Linked DNA regions of Mus musculus: region 1 is linked to region 2. Evidence: chromatin contacts called from public HiChIP or PLAC-seq data. All regions are on one chromosome and are shown on one strand. The core of a region is the stretch at or near the end of the contact, and the rest is flanking DNA. Distances in the headings are between cores, read along the strand shown.

Evidence for each region. HiChIP or PLAC-seq counts read pairs in DNA pulled down with a chosen protein or histone mark.
Region 1: a contact with region 2 is called in an H3K27ac HiChIP or PLAC-seq map of heart atrium, with 5 read pairs. The contact joins two enhancer-like sites. A contact is called at or near these places in 10 of 39 promoter capture datasets (the C10 cell line, the HPC-7 cell line, cranial neural crest and 5 more), 1 of 15 datasets of contacts at CTCF or cohesin (large pre-B cells), 3 of 484 Hi-C or Micro-C datasets (CD4 T cells, bone marrow-derived macrophages and muscle stem cells), 12 of 115 datasets of contacts at active chromatin or transcription factors (CD8 T cells, the HPC-7 cell line, the NIH/3T3 cell line and 9 more) and 3 of 9 other capture datasets (adipose tissue, liver and pancreatic islet).

The regions. Positions count from the first base shown.
Region 1 is chr14:31,193,376-31,197,771 of GRCm38.p6, forward strand. All of the region lies in intron 3 of Nisch (nischarin), which reads right to left. Among named protein-coding and RNA genes, the nearest start is that of Nisch, 11 kb to the right of the region's middle. Within about 2 kb of position 1,631, at least 126 of the 459 cell types and tissues checked have an H3K27ac peak or open chromatin away from gene starts, as enhancers often do. A contact at or near this core is called in heart atrium, where this site is marked.
Region 2 is chr14:31,084,935-31,089,242 of GRCm38.p6, forward strand. It overlaps Pbrm1 (polybromo 1), which reads left to right. Exons shown (of 33, transcript NM_001081251.1): 23 at 1-115; 24 at 2,582-2,727. It also overlaps a transcript of Smim4 not described here. Among named protein-coding and RNA genes, the nearest start is that of Smim4, 42 kb to the right of the region's middle. Within about 2 kb of position 1,622, at least 10 of the 459 cell types and tissues checked have an H3K27ac peak or open chromatin away from gene starts, as enhancers often do. A contact at or near this core is called in heart atrium, where this site is marked.

The sequences.
Region 1 (4,396 bases), core at 381-2,880, 110 kb after region 2:
TAGTACAATGCCTGAGTACTCGGTAGGTTCTGGCTGGCTGACTTCTCCCACTGCCCTACAAGAGGACCTGCTACCTTGTACCATGTAACACAGATAAGCAAACACAGGTGGAGAGCTTTAGGGACATCCCAATTTTATATGGCTATAAACCAGTAAAGCTACCCTCCAGCACGCAATCTTGGTTCCCCCTATACATAACCAACTGCCTCTGCACTCAAAACAATCGTGGGCCGAGAGACAGCTCAGTGGTTATCAGCGTTGGCCACTCTTCTAGGGAACTCTGGTTTGGACCCACGTGGTGGCTCACAACCATTGATTTTGAGCTAATTTTAGGCTCAAATTCCAACTTTAGGAATCTCTTCTAACCTCAGATACAGACACAAGCATGGTGTATGTGTGTGTGTGTATATATATATGTCAAAAAAACACTCATACACATAAAATTCTAAAAATCTAAAAACAATCGTGTTTTTTGCAGACCCCATCAAAACCTTCCACCCCACCTCCCACAGGCAAGAGATTAAATTGGCAGATGGTAGTACACAGGTCTTTTTGTAAACAAGCCCAGATGGCGGTGCAAATAACCCCTCAGCACTCATAGGACGCTGCTGCTACCGCTGCTAGAGCATAGCTAGGATACACACGTATTTATAGAACTTACAAAGCACCAGGCTGTAGGGAAGGGGGGGGGTGTTCCTGTTTTTCTTAGTACTTGTCTCTTCTTCATAACCTTACAAATCATAGCTACCCCCGTCGAATACTGGAAACTGAACCTAGGGCCTCTATCACTGAGCTATGGCAATCACCCCTTTTGTGTTTTGGACAGAATCTCTCTCACCAAGTTACCTGGCTGGGTTCAAATTCAGAATCCTCTTCCTGCAACCTCCCAAGTAGCTGGGATAGATAGGAGCTGTTCACCTAGCTCCTGACAGCACTTTTTTAAAAAAGATTTATTTATTAATTTTATGTATGTGAGTACACTGTAGCTGTACAGATGGTTGTGAGCCTTCATGTGGTTGTTGGAAATTTAATTTTTAGGACCTCTGCTCACTCTGGTCAATCCTGCTCCCTCAGTCCCTGCTTGCTCCGGCCCAAAGATTTATTTATCATTATAAATAAGTACACTGTAGCTGACTTCAGACACATCAGATAGCATCATTGGTGGTTGCGAGCCACCATGTGGTTGCTCAGATTTGGACTCAGGACCTTCAGAAGAGCAGTCAGTGCTCTTAACCACTGAGCCATCTTGCCAGCCCCCTGACAGCACTTTTAATGGTTGTTTATACAGGAAGCATTTCCTCTGGCCTGGTTGTCCTTTGATCAAGGTGGTTTTCTTAACATAGTGAGGTTTTTCACTTTTATGTTTAACCTCTAATTCTTTTCCTTTGTAACTGCAAGGATCTTTTATTCCAAGAATGTAAGAATATTTTCCTGTTTTATTTTCTTGACCTTTTATGATCTTTAAAAGTTGTGTTTATTCAGTTTATATATAACGTAAGAACTGTTCCTCTGTCACTTCATCCCTCGGTGTACAGAAAGCCATCACAGCTGTGTTAGAGAGTTAGGGCTACAGGTCACAATGTAGAAGGCCAGCAGAGAAGCAGGGTGCCAGCTGGCAGAGGCTGCAGGTTGTAGAAAGCTCAACCTCAGTCTCCACCTCCCACGCCCATCAGTTCCCCTGGCAGACGTGAGGCTCTGAGCCCAGCCAGGAAAACGCCTGGACTAACCACAGACATGTCTCCCACGTACTTCAAAAAACGATGCCCTCTACTTCCTATCCTCCTGCAGTCAGACCACCAACTGCTTAAGTCCCAGGGGCTGCCAGCCTACACTTCCCTCAGCTCCCAGGCAGTGCAGGCACTGTACTGGCACAGGAAGTCCGACTTTCTGCCCTGTCGTCAACGCGGTCCGGCCCTCCCCCTCCTTGTGTATTTCTTTGGACAACTGGTGTTGATTGAGACAGAGCAGAGACAGAATCATGCTGCATATCCGCCCTGCGAAGGAGACAGGGCTGGAGTTTCCAGAAAACACAGAGAGTTGATATGAGGAGCCAAGAGCTTTAATTTCTGAAGAATATCGAAAGCAAACTGTACCACTCTCCCACTCAGGGCACAGGAAGAGCATCCTGTTGCCCTTCCTACTTGGCTTCCTCAGACTGATCTTCATCTTAGGAGAGAGCCAAAACCAAGGGACTCTGAAATCCCTCAGACTGCAAACCTAGAACACCAGCCTCCTCTGGTCACACTGCACCTGTGGGTGAAGCAATACAGTCAGGCCTCTCTCTGGGACAGTAAGAGGCAGGGCAGGGGGCTCAGTAGCCCCTGAGCCCAGCTATGGACTCCCGTGTTGTGTCACCTGTGGAGACAGGTGGTTCTTTACATAGCGTGCTATATTTGTGCTGAAGGGACCTGAAGTGCTTTGAGGTAACACAACTGTAAAATAACATGTGCTACAGACTTGATCAGCCATGCCAGGAAGAGGACCATGTGTCAGTGTGCACTCTTGGGGGAAAAGGCACATGCTTACGCCCCCCGCCTCCCAAGAACTTTTAAAAGTCTGTTGTGCTGGGATGGAACCCGGGGCCTTTTCCATTCTAGATAAGCTACACCTCCACTTTGGGCTTCATGTAACCACTATGTGGACTTAGAGCCTAGCATCAAGTGTACCCCCAAATACATATGCCAGTGCTCAATTAAAAACCCCTAGCCAGGGGCTGGAGAGTGAGTTCAGCAATTAAGAGCACTGAGTTCAATTTCCAACCAGCACACAGTGGCTCACAAGCATCTATGATGGGGTTTGATGCCCCCTTGTGGCACACAGGTGTACATGAGGATAGAGCACTCATACATAAAATACACAAAATAAGTAAAATTCAAACAAACAAACAAACACCTAGCCAGGCCCTGATATCTCTTGGCCTGTGCTAAAGCACTGTGCCTGTCAGTGGACACTAGCCAGGCATTAATGACAAGCCACAGAGGCCATCACTCAGATGTGACCTAGATACACAGAGTAAGGATTGAGGGAGCTCGGCTAGCTTCTATTTTGTGCTAGTAGAAGTCAGCCATAATATATGTGGTTCAACTTTCAGCAAAGATTCCTCACTTAAGGATTCACATAAAACTTTAAAAGAGCTCCAGGACTATAACCTTGAAAACCAAACACACCAAGCAGGCCTGTTATCACCCACAGTCCTTTCAACTAAAACAAATGATAATAAAATGGATCTAAAGCCAGTACTAACAGTTGACAGTTACATTTCAAATTAAAAAATTTTTTTTGTTTACAGTCAAGTGTCAAGTAGCTTTAATATAAGGAAATGATATAAACTTTCCTTTTGAAGAGACCTGAGTCTCCTTCCCTACCAGAACAGCCCAGTATGACGACACGTGGTGTGCCTGACCCATGCCTCTTCTAAGCCTCAGACATTCACTGTGCAATCTCATGCAGCCTTCAAAGAGTCCCAGATCATCACTCTCAGAACAGTTCAGGGTGCAGAAAAGTTGAATGAATGACTTGGAATTAACATGAAATGAGCAGGTCTGGAGGACAAACTTGGCTCTGTCTATTTTCCAAGTTCACTGTAAGAACGGTTATGGTTGTGATAATCCATGGATTGGTTTCTACAGAGTCAGAACCATCTCTAGAGGTTCTGAGATGGGATCTATGACTGTGGGTCTAGGAAGCTAAGAGTGCAGCTATCCAGGAGTAGGAAGCAAAGGTTGCTCCAGCCCCTGGATTCCCATTTTAGAGTTGGATGAAAGAATCCCCTAGTCATTAAAATCCATACTTTGAAAGAATCAAGCTAGGACCTCCCCCTCACTTCATACCATACACAAAAATGAACTCAAAATGGGTCAACATCCTAAATGTGAAACAAAATTCATAAGAGAAAATATAAATTCCTGTGACACTGGGGGGGGGGGGGATGGTTTCTCAGATATGGTTCCCAAAACATGTGGCCAAAACACGCAAAAGATGGACTTGGTCAAAACCGAAAGCATGGATGCTTCAAAGGATGAAATGAAAATAGATAAAACATTTTAAAGGGTACTATCAAGTCACAAAAGCCAGGTGTAGTGATACATGTTATAATCCCAGCACTTGGGAGGCTGAGGCAGGAGGATGGTGAGTTTGAGGCCAGCTTGTTCCACATAGTTCTAAGCCAGCCTATGCTCTATAGAGACCATGTCCTGAGAAACAACAAAAGAATAAAGCAAGAGGCCGTGAGCACAGCTCTGTGGGGCTCCACATGTGGAGAGTAAAAGCCCTGAATTTGATCTGCAGGCCCCCACCTCCCGCAAAAAAAGAGAAGAAAAAAAAAAAGAACAAAGGGTAAAAAAACCTTCACGGAACAAGATGAGTTATTTGCATATCACACTTCTGATAAGGGTTT
Region 2 (4,308 bases), core at 372-2,871:
TTTGCCTGTGGTCCGAGTGGCCTCTGTGTTTGCAAATGCAGATAAAGGGGATGATGAGAAGAATACAGACAACTCAGATGACAATAGAGCTGAAGACAATTTTAACTTGGAAAAGGTATGTGGGTGGTAGCTACCTAGAAAAGGATTTTAACCTTAAAATATCTATTCTAGAAAGTAAATTAATATATTCAAACTCAAAAAAACAAAACAAAAAGCAAGTTGAGGGTAGAAAACCTTAGTCAAACAAAGTGGAAGAACCTAAGGGAAAAGAAAAGGGAAACATTTAACTTAAACTAGTATTTAGAAGTAAATTGAGGATGGAGGATAAAGAAATGGATTTGACTGCTCTTCCAAAGGACCCAGATTTGATCCCAGCACCCGCATGGAGCTTAACCGTAATTCTAGTTCCAGGCTGTCTGACTTCTACAGGCATCAGGCACACACCTGGTGCACACTGGTGCACAGACATACATGACATACATGCAGGCAAAATACTCATAAAGTAAACCAAGGAGACCAGTGAGATGCCCAGTGAGTAGTGAGTAGGCGAACTCTTTGTATGATTGCTGTAATTAAAAGCTGTAACCTAGGCATGATGGCACATGTCTTTAATCCCAGATATCAGAGGCAGATGGATCTGAGTTTAAGGCCAGCCTGGTCTGCAGAGTGAGTTCTAGGGCTACACAGAGAAACCCTGTCTCAAAAAAATAGCTCTTTAAACTACTTGATATTATAGAGACAAAAATCCTTCGTTCATTGTATAAAGTCAGAGCAAACTGTATTCCACACCCTACAAAATTCAACAGAAGACTACCCCAATCTCAAGGATGAATATCAATATAAAAATTGAGGAAATGGTTTGGTCTGGACTGGTCTGGTTTGGTTTGGTTTGGTTTTCAAAACAGAGTTTTTTTGTGTAGCCTTGGCTGTCCTGGAACTTTCTGTATAGACCAGACTGGCCTTGAACTCACAGAGATTTGCCTGCCTCCACCTCCTGAGTGCTGGGATCAAAAAGGTGGCTACCACTGCCTGGCTGAAGAAATGTTATTTTTATAAGCAAGATTGCGCCATTTTAAAACATGATCAAGGAAGGAAATGTTCCACTTAAAAGGGCAAGGATTATTCAAAATAAACTTTTATTTCATTCAATTACTAGGTTTTTTTTTTTTTACTAACATTTCTATATCACTTATGCTTTCCAACAATGAAAGCCCATCTGAGGGGCCCACAAGAAATCAGGTCATTTGCCCTTTATCACCTACAGCTAGTAGGTGACAGATTTAGTTATTTAGTCAAAGCCAGAATGCATCATGTTTATATCACAGAACTATATTGTTTCTTGCTATGATGGAATTAATAAAAATAATAAAAATGTAAAACCTATCAGTTGTTAACATTAAGAAATGAAAACAATATAGTAGAGACCAGGGAAAAGTCCAAGCTAGTGTTTAGCCTTCCTTTCTCTCTAAGGGTAGTAGGTAAGAAGCCAGCGTAGAAGAATATTGTACCTTTTGGGAACAGAGGATTAGTTAAAAAAAAAAAAGAGGAAGACATATCCTGGACTCTCTCCTTTCGGCTTTTCTCCTCAGATAGCGCCTCCTATCCTCCCAGTCTGTGCTCATCTGCCCTCCCAGGAATGTAGGACAGGTCTATGAATAGTAAGCTTCAGGCAGACATTCCAAAGGGGCCTCAACCCTGTCACTCTGTCATGTCTCCTGGAGTTTATCTGCTCTAGCATTCCTCTTTTTCTATTTAGTCTGGAGATGAGTTTGCTATGTGCTGCTGTGGTGTGAAAAACTACTCCTTATACTCATTTCTGTTGTACTAATGGTAGCTTTCCCTGGGGGTCTACTAGAGATTTAATCAGATTAGGACAGAAACTACAGAGACTCGGTATCATAAAGGCAAGTTAAAAGCCAACTTGTTATATTTCTAAATCCCGCAGGGATCAGAAAGAAGTATTATTTTTCAGAGTGGGAGCTAAATGAGCTATGTCATTAGAAGAGACTGAATAAGCTTAATTTTTATATTAGAAAGCAGCTGATCTGGTGGCATGTGCTTGTTAGAATACTGAAGTAAGAAAAAGAAAAGCTCAGGACCTGCTTGAACTATTGAATGAGTTCAAGGCCAGCTTAGTAAGACCCAGGTTTAAAAATACATAAAGGGTTTGAGATATCAGTACCTGCCTGTTACACAGAGTCCCAGGTTCTGTCTCTATTACCACAAAGAGAAGGAAGAAATTCTGTAACATTAAATACAATAAAGAAGATAGTATAAAGAATTTGTTTCTTGTACTGTGTGTTGTGTGAATTTGTCCACTTTGAAGTAAATGCTAATAAGTTCTTTCCAGTACTTTATTCTGAAAAGATCAATTCTATAGGAATGGGGGGGCAGATATAAAAATTTCTTAGTAACATTTTATGAAAATTATAAATTTGAAATGAATACAATACCTGATTATGATTTTGATTTTAACAATTTAATGTTTGGTTTCTCAACTTTGATAAAAGCTTACTTAGAGTTGTTGTTTCTTGTGCCTCTTGCTAGTTTCCTGCCTTTATTTACCAGTTCCTCTCCACAGGAAAAAGAAGATGTTCCTGTGGAGATGTCCAATGGTGAGCCAGGTTGCCACTACTTTGAGCAGCTTCGGTACAATGACATGTGGCTGAAGGTTGGTGATTGTGTCTTCATCAAATCCCACGGCTTGGTGCGCCCTCGTGTGGGCAGGTGAGTTACAGAAGATGAGGTTGGGTCTAAGATTTGAGACTTAGTATTCCACATGCATAGAATGAAGACAGAATTCCCTTCCCTGGCAATTTCTCAAGCTTCCTCACACCACATTTTCCCTGTTCCTACTTCTGTGGCAAGTAGATGGGCGCACACGTGTGTATAATCCCAGCAATTAGAAAACTAAGGAAGGGGGCCTGGAGAGATGGCTCAGTGCATTGACTGCTCTTCCACAGGTCCCGAGTTCAAATCCCAGCAACCTCATGGTGGCTCACAACCATCCATAATGAGATCTGATACCCTCTTCTGGAGTGTCTGAAGTCAGCTATATTGTACTTGCATATAATAATAAATAAATAAATCTTTAAAAAAAAAAAAAGAAAGAAAAAGAAAACTAAGGAAGGAAGAGCAAGGGATCCAGATCAGAGCCTGTCCCAAAATAAACACTCAAAGATTGAAAGATAATTTTACTTCAGTAGAGCTTTATTCAAATGGGGTACATATAATATTCAGATGTGTGTACCAAACATGATACATACTGTTGAAATTGTGAGGTGCTCAGAACAGAGAGAATGGTTTGAATAGATTTCACAAAGAATGTGGCAGTTGGGTTACTGTGAAGAAATGTAAGAATTGTGACTATCAGGGAAAGCATTCCAGGCAGAATTAATAACCAGAATAAAGGCCTGAGAGATAAGTACATCACTCTTAACCTGTAATTCACTTATCAGCATAGTGAGCCCTATAAAAGGTGGTAGATGGGGTAATGGGCAGATCATGTAAGGTTTCAGAAACCATGTGAGCCCTTGAACTATTACAGAGTTACAAAAAGTGTCTTTGTTATTGTTTCAAGCAGAGAAGTAACATTTGACTTCTGGTTTAATAGGGTTGCTCTGCTTTCTCCTTATTGAGATGAGACTGTAAAGGGGCCAAGAGTAGAAGCAAGGAGATCTGCTAGAAGGCTATTGTGATAAGCCAAGCAAGAATGATGGCCTCTTTAGTGTGACTAATTACAAACAGTAGTATTCAGGAGGGCAGGCTAACAGCAGTCTTAGTAAATACAATGTGGAGTTCCAGGGTAGAGCTTTCAAGGATGACTCACTCCTGTGAGTAGTTAGGAAACTGGAAGATTGGAGTTATTATTCACTGAAATGAAAATGTTGCTCTATGTCTAGAACCCTGCAAATGTGGGACAATAATACTGATTTTAAGTTGATAAATAGGACAGTACAACATCGCAACGGGAAAGTACTTTAGTGCTGGATCTTGCACAAAGATCTGTGATCCTCTGTTTTGAAGGAATGTTTGCCAAATCCAATGACAAATGTTTAGTTGTTTTCATCTTGAACATCTCAGGAAGAAAACCTGGAATTAAATAAAATGATCTAATTACATACTTTGATACTATGTTAAAGTTTTTGTTTTTGTTTTTTTTTTCCCAGAGTGGCCAAATGTCCTTTTCTCTTTTTCAGAGTATCTTCTCTGAAAGGTCTCTTAAAGGGTGAGGAGAATCCATGAAATTTCTCTTAATGCTATATGCTGCTACATTTTAGGGGTCTGGAGAGATAGCTCAGTGATTAA